Regions from separate parts of the Mustela erminea genome. Here region 2 is linked to region 1. Evidence: chromatin contacts called from public Hi-C data. All regions are on one chromosome and are shown on one strand. Each heading gives the region's core, a stretch centred on a gene start, on an enhancer-like site or on the middle of the called end of the contact. The rest is flanking DNA. Distances are from core to core; before and after follow the strand shown. Region 1 holds the start of MTPN (myotrophin). Region 2 holds the start of STMP1 (short transmembrane mitochondrial protein 1).

Region 1 (3,630 bases), core at 726-3,225:
GTAAAATGGGATTAATAAAAGGACGTTCACAAGACTCACAAGGATGATATAAAATAATGGATCAGGAAAACACCACATAAATGGTATTGTTTTGTAGTTGTAAGCTCCATTAATATTTACCAACTTTTCATATTTCAGGTGTATCAAATAACCTAGCTTCTTTCATAACAGAAAAACAAAAGCCCACTTGATTCCAGAGTACCACTGTGTCCCATCACTGGAAAGTGTACCATGGATAAAAGTACCCCAGTAATGTTTTCCTTTCAATCTTAAACTGAAACATCCAGTAAGTCAGGTTTCAGACTGCCACTACCTGAGAAGGCAGCAAATGGTGTCCTATGAATCCATTGCAAATAACAACAAAAACACATATTCTGCATGCAAAAGTCTAAACTGTAATGGTATTAAATGAGTAAAAACTAGCAGTGGTTTGCCTTGCACAATCCTGCAAGTTTTAAGAAACACTGCTTCTGCTTAGTTCCTTCCTAACACAGATCTCTGAAGCAAAAACAACATACCAGTGGTCATACCCTTTGAAGAACTAAAATCCAGATCCAATTCTCACTTTTTAAGAAGATGAGCAAGATGTCCTCCTTGGTTATGTCATAAAATTATATTTTTCAGAAGACACCCTCCATGGTTACGTCATAAGGTTATACTTTTGTTTTGGGAGATTTGTTTTTACATTACCATCGTATTATAATCGCAGGTCAGTTCTCTAACGATTACAAAAGGCACAGTTTCAGGGTCCAGAGGCAGGTCAGCGTGGGATTCTAAGCTTACCATTCCACCACAAAGCAGAGTCAACTTTCTATTCTGAGTTTAGGTTTGAGATGAGCTTTCTTCATCACGATTTTACCCCTAAACACACTGTGACTACACTGCATACTATCTATCACACGTTTGAGTATTTCAGATGGGATCGAGGATAAACATGGAGTAACTGAAGTCAACCTGCTTGTCTGAAAACTATTCTGATTATCTTAAACACTGCCAGGTGCTGACTGACAACCTCACCACTTGAAGCAAATACCTGTTCGCTGTAGTGTGGGAGAGGAAAAAGGCCACACCCAAAGTTAAGACTTCCCAGTGAAGTGATACCGAGTTTCAAAATTTCAACCACTGCTATTTTCGGCACTCTTTTCCAGGGTCAATGAATACTTCAAATTCTCAACAGGTTCAAAGTTCAAGAAAACGTTCCTCTGATTCTAATCACTGAGGTTACTTCATTCAGCAACCGGCAGGTCCAAGATGGAGAATTACCTCCATTCAAAGAAAGACTGAAGTAACTCCGCCATAGAAGACGACCAAACTCAAGTGACCAGGGCTCAGAAGCGACTCTCAAAGAGGGTTCCCCCTCCTCCCCTCCCCCAGGGAGCAGGCGGACAAGAAGAGTCTGACTGTATCACACCAACCAGTTACCTGACAGAACGCGACCGTGGTATCCGGACCCTTGCTTCAGTTCAGACGCTCCCAGGCTCCCCTCTCTCCTCGGGGCCACCTCCATCCAGGCTGTCTCTCCTCCCCCCACCCCCACCCCCGCCAGCCCAGCTCCCGTCCGCTTCCTGAGCCTCATCGGCATCCCACCTCCGTGCTCTCGCGCACTCCACTCGTCGCCGCTTACCTTGGCCACATAGTCTTTCACCTCATCCAAGTCTCCGTTTTTCAGGGCCCACATGAACTCCTTGTCGCACATCACTGCAGCGGGGCGGGCCGCCTGGCCGGGCAGAAGACGAGGAGGCGGTGGTAGCAGCAAGCGGATACCGCGGGGCGAGAGGGAGACAGGGCCGCGCGGAGCTGGAGAGGGGAAGAGAAGGCGGGGAAGGCTGCCAGGCGGGCGAGGCAGTTGGCCGCGGCGACCGCTGGGCGGGAGAAAGAAAGTTCTTTTGCGGCCACCCGGCCCAGCAGAGCAGGTTCCGCCTGGCCGAAGAGAAGCAGGAGCGTTTGCACTTCCGGTTCACTCCCAGCTAGGATCCTCCCCCAACTTCCTCTTCCTCTTCCCTTGGGCGGAACGCCCCGCTCGGGACCCCGCCCTGACGGCCCGCGGCGGAGCGCTCCACGTGCGCAGGCGCAGTGGCGAGGCAGGCTGACGGACCGGGTCCGGGGGGAGTGGGCGGGACTGAGAGGCCAGTGAAGCGAGTCCGTGGGCCGCAAGGGCCCAGGGCGGAGGCCCAGTTAGGCTATTTCAGGTAGAACCAGGATGTTTTTTGCAGACCACACACGTGGGGAAAAACTTTTTTTAAAACCACAGCCTTGGAGGGCACCTTGCTCACATTCTAAGTGTCCAGTAGGAATGTTCGATTTGAATTCCTTTCTCTTTTCGTTCCCTCCTTTACCTTTTTTTTTTTTTTTTTTTTTTTTTACCCTTCTCTCTCTTACCCTCTTTCCTTCCTTTTCTGTTACTTCTCTTTCTTCTTACACTATCAGGCATCCCTGGGCTCCTCCTCCATGCTAGACTCTGTTAGCCACTGAGGGTATAGTAAGAAAGATGGATAAAACTATGCCTGCCGTCAAAGACTTCTTCAATACTTAAGATAACCGGGTGAATTCAGTAAAATAACCATGTATGATGTTGTTTGGAGCGAGAAAACGTCAGTGTGTGGTGGGGGAAAATTTTTACTCCTCTCCCAGACTAACGAATTTCGTCCAGGACTAGGAATTCAGCTTGATGCCGTAGGATAAAGCAAACCCACCTAACTGTACAATTTGCTTATTTATTTATTTTTTTTTATTTTCTGTTTGTTCGTTTGTTTTTTAATGGGCTGAAGCTTCAGGGCTATTCTCGTGAAGCCAGTTCTACGCTTCTTAGGGTTTGGGTGTGTTTTACCTTAGGGCACAGCCTCTAGGTGAATTGTGCCCAACCCTAATGACCCAGACATGCACACATAAACATAGATCCAATAAAAACTTACCAGAACTATTACATGTATATAAAAGACTATTATTTATGACCCACTAAGTAAATAGGCCGAGCTACTAAATATGCTTGCCATATAGTAGAGGGGTTCAGATCATAGCCTCTGGAAAGAGATTGCTTGGTTTTGTATACAGGACCTAATCCTTACTAATTTTGTAAGGCAAAAGTTATTTAACCCTTCTCTGTTCAGTTTGCTACATATGTTTAAGGTGAACAATAAATGTAATTTTTTTTGCTATGGTTTAGAAATAGTAAATGGAGATAGGTTTCAAATCAAAAGAAAAATCAAATATTTAGTAGCTACCTTGATTGATGTTCTTTTAATTTGACTTTCTGACAAAAACACAGATCCATCCACCTAATGGTGATACATTTCTGGAAAGAAATCTCAAGGAATAATTTGTAAGGCAAATCCTGGAGTCCCTACATCTTCTTGATCTCCCACTCCCACCTGTGTGATCTTCCAGTTAGATCATGATGACAGCTCTTGATTTATGTTTATAGCTCTAGCTCAGACTTCTACTACAAACCATTCTCTTTTTTTTTTAACATTTAAAAAAAATATTTTATTTATTTATTTGACAGAGAGAGAGAGAGATCACAAGTAGGCAGAGGGGCAGGGGGCAGCAGGCTCCCCGCTGAGCGGAGACCCTGAATATGGGGCTCGAACCCAGGACCCTGAGATCATGACCCAAGCCAAAAGCAGTGGCCCA
Region 2 (3,630 bases), core at 482-2,981, 290 kb before region 1:
AAAATAGGAAATAAGATTTGAGGATATAATACTTCAAAGGTGGAGCAGGTCGAGTAGATGACCAAGTGCAGGTTAAGAACATGGCGGTGGATTGCTGAAGTGGTGTGAGGTTGAAGGTCCCTGGAGGTAAGAATTCTGGAAAATACAAGTGTATGTGGCCTTGGAAGCTACCCGTGATTGTGATAGCTTGGCAAGCCTGAAACGAAGGCTGTTAGATGCCAAAGCCTTTGGTGAATGAGGGGGCCACCTGGGAAGTCAGTAGATGAAGGCAAAGTGAAGGGATAAAGGGAAGGCATTATCTTGGAAGTGTTTTCATCAGAGGACATTTAATAATCTCAAAGTAGCAAAAAGAATTCTTCCCTTTCCCCCCTCTCCTTGTGGTTATTTGGGGGTATAAGAGAGAGAACCTTTGAAAAGACCTTAGAGGAAATGTCTTCCCTTTCAGGATTCATCTGTGAGAAGGGGCTAAGGTTTTATGCAAGGAACCTCAATAAATCCTGTGTTCAGAGGCTGCGCCAAGCACTTGCTGGCAGTGAGGATAGAGTCATGAATGGAATGAAATTCTCATCTTTGTGTAGCTCACAGTATGGTGTCTTGCAAGTCAAAATGTTTCAGAGGCCACCGGTTGTAGCATCACTTGGGAGCTAGGTAGCAATGCGTGATGTCAGGCCCCCACTCAAGATTTCAAGGTGATTTGAATGCACATTAAAGTTTGAGGAGCACTGGTCAAGATTTGACTGAGTCTCATTTTAATCTAGGAATGTCAGAAAGTGAAGTGTGTTACAGCCGTCTACCAGCATCTCCTCCTCCTTGCCAGTCACTTTAGTTCCAAGAGAGCTCTCTTCTCTGGTTATAATTGATGAGAGAGCGCTTGACACTAACTTGCTCAATCAGCATTCCTTTCCCAGGTATTGAACATGGTAGGGAAAGTGATCCAGTTTTCCTATCATTAGATCATTTAATGAGTAAACTCTAGTGAGTGACAATGGTCATATTCTGGAAGGCAGAAAAAACAAAAGGCAAAATGAGAGAACAATGAAGCAGATATATGGAGAAAAGCAGAGATGGAGAGAAAATGCTGCTTAGTTCTGGATACCTTTCCTATTCCCCATCATTGTCCTCTGTATCTCCATAACATACTCCCATATAGTTTATACTTATATGATTTGGTTGTTACAGTTTGGGACCAGAGTTCCACTTAATATAACAGATAAGGGTGAACTCAGAAGGCTGAGAAGAAGGAAAAAGGTCTTGCTTTGGAAGTGTGTGTGTTAATGGAGGTCGTTGAATGATTTGAAGACCAGGAGCGGGAGGTGGCCCATAGTATGAGAGGGTAGCTCTGTGTGGAGACAGAATGAGGAAAGGTCTTCTAGAACTCACTGTCCACCCCAGACATGTGACGAGCATTTTTTGATTCCTCACGTTGTCTCATTTGATTCACACAGCAGGTCATCGGGGAGCTGGAATCAGCCCCATTTGCAGAGAAGGAATGCGAGCCTGAGAGAGGTTAAGCAGCCAGGAATGAATTGGACACGGCTGTGCCAGTTTCCAAAGCCGTCTAGCTTAACCACTTAAGCCCCTAACCTCTACTGAAAGTGCTCACTGCAGGTTACATGACACACCCGTGGCACTTTGGAAGCCCACAGCTCTCCCCGCCCACAGATTCTGCGTGGGGTCTGGGTAGATTATGTTGCAAAAGCGCCACGGAGGATTCCCCTTTGCACGTAGGCATGGGATCCGCTACTTCTGCAGTCCTTCTAGGTGACCGAGTCCTAAGCCTGGCTATGCATCAGAATCGTTGGGGTGCTGGGAGTAATCTAGATCCCGGGCCCGACCCAGGTTTACAGTAGCGGGACTTGGGAACTGGCACGTCCTAGAATCCGAACCATCAAACCTGTACGTCCAGGCCTGCCTGGGACTTGAGGTTTCTCCCAGCCCCGCGGGCCTTCTCTCCTAGTCGGCCAGCCCAGGAGGTAATTCCGGGGCTCTCCGCCAGGGGGCGCGAGGGCGCCGCGCGCGGCTTTGGGCGAGGCGAGGCGAGGCGAGGCGAGGCTAGGAGCGGCGGGAGGCGCGGGCGGGGTCGGGCGTGACCCGGAAGCCCACGGCGGGTTCCGCCCCCTCGCTCGGGGAGAGGCAGGCTCGGACCGGCCCACCGAGCTGCAGCCGCCCTTCGCGCCTCTCCTCGCCGACGCCATGCTGCAGTTCCTGGTCAGTGCAGTTGCCCTGGAGTGGCGGGGTCGGGGGGAGTAGTGGGAGTTGGTTCGGGGCCCGGCCGGCCTGGGTCCGGGTTTCGGGGGGTCTGGGCGTACGTCCGGGTCCGCGCGGCGCCCGCTCGTCGCCTGTCCGGGGTGGGGCGGCGCGGGGTTTTGTGTGTGCGGGGCCCAAGCCCCTTTGCCCGTCCTTGTGGAGTCGTCCGAGTCCCTCAGGCGTGGAGGTGTCGGCGGACATTTTCGCAGCCACTGCTGTGCCGTCCCGGCGGGTACTGTGGGACGCCCGAGTTAAAGCTGTGGGGGCCGCAGATGACTAGGAGGCGCCCCTCCCGTGCCCTCCCGCCCGCACACCCCATCCCGGCCTCGGAGGCCCGCCGGAAGGTTTTCTGGAAACGTGGGAGGGCCGGCCGCGGACTCTAAGTTGGCGAGCCACCTCCGCCCTGAGGCGGAAGCACAGGGTCCGAGCTGGGGCTTGCGGAGCGCTCGCCGGGCCTTGTCTAGCTTCCAGACTTTGAGGGTGGCGGGCGGCCGGCGCGAGTCGGACCCTGGTGCGCGCGGAAGTCCCGCAGGGGGCTCATTCTGGGGGGGAAAGTGTTACTGTGAGTAAAGAAACAAGATCGCACGGCTGTTTATTGCGGGTAAAAGCTGCCTTTCTGGCGCAGCGCGTTTCCGGCGGCCGGCCGAGCGTCGCCGGGCCAGAGTCGGCCTCGCCAGCGTTCGAGGCTTCCGAACTCGGTGCGTCCTCCCTCGCGTTCGGTGAGGGGCGCGCCACCGTGCCAGGTTACCTCCCCGGTTATCCTCCACACTGAGTGCTCTGGGGAGGAGACGCTTTCCCCCATGTTAACGTTCTTTATCGAAGAGAATTTTTTCTAAAGTGCCCCCCCCCCGTCTTCTTTGAGGTGGTCATTGATTTTTTTTAAATCCTCAGAGGGAAAGAGGTATCCTTGACTCACATCGCCCAAGTAGGACGGGGCTGTTCCTTTGCCTCGGGAAGTTTTCCCAGTGTCCTAACTAGGTGTTAGCTTAGGAGTCAGTAGGAATCATTACTGTCTTTTTGTTGGAGGAAACAGGTTAAAGACACTGTCAGCCTCAGAGAGTGAGATGATAGCGTTGAGCCTAGTATAGCTGTAGCGCATTGACAGACTGGGAGGGCATTGATTATTATTATTATTTGTTTTGTAAATTTTTTTTAAGATTTTATTTATTCGATAGAGAGTGGCAGAGGGACAGAGCATAAGCAGGGGGAGAGGGCGAAGCAGACTCCTCCGTGAGCAGGAAGCCCTTTGAGGGGCTGGTTCCCAGGACCCTCTCTGATCATGACCTGAGCGGTTGGCGGACACAGCCGTCTGAGCCACCCAGGCGCCCCTGATAATTACTTTGTAAGTGCTTTTGCGGAGTGAATTTACTTGGTTTTGGAATA

The links. A called contact is a pair of places that touch in the nucleus more often than the background predicts.
Region 2: a contact with region 1 is called in a Hi-C map of spleen, with 2.3 times the contacts expected there. The contact joins the promoter of STMP1 here to the promoter of MTPN in region 1. A contact is called at or near these places in 2 of 3 Hi-C or Micro-C datasets (skeletal muscle and spleen).

What each region holds. Positions count from the first base shown.
Region 1 is chr11:17,020,104-17,023,733 of mMusErm1.Pri, reverse strand. It overlaps MTPN (myotrophin), which reads right to left and starts at 1,975. Exons shown (of 4, transcript XM_032304314.1): 1 at 1,625-1,975. The coding sequence starts at 1,696.
Region 2 is chr11:17,309,641-17,313,270 of mMusErm1.Pri, reverse strand. STMP1 (short transmembrane mitochondrial protein 1) reads left to right here and starts at 1,731. Exons shown (of 4, transcript XM_032305877.1): 1 at 1,731-1,839; 2 at 1,997-2,208. The coding sequence starts at 1,731.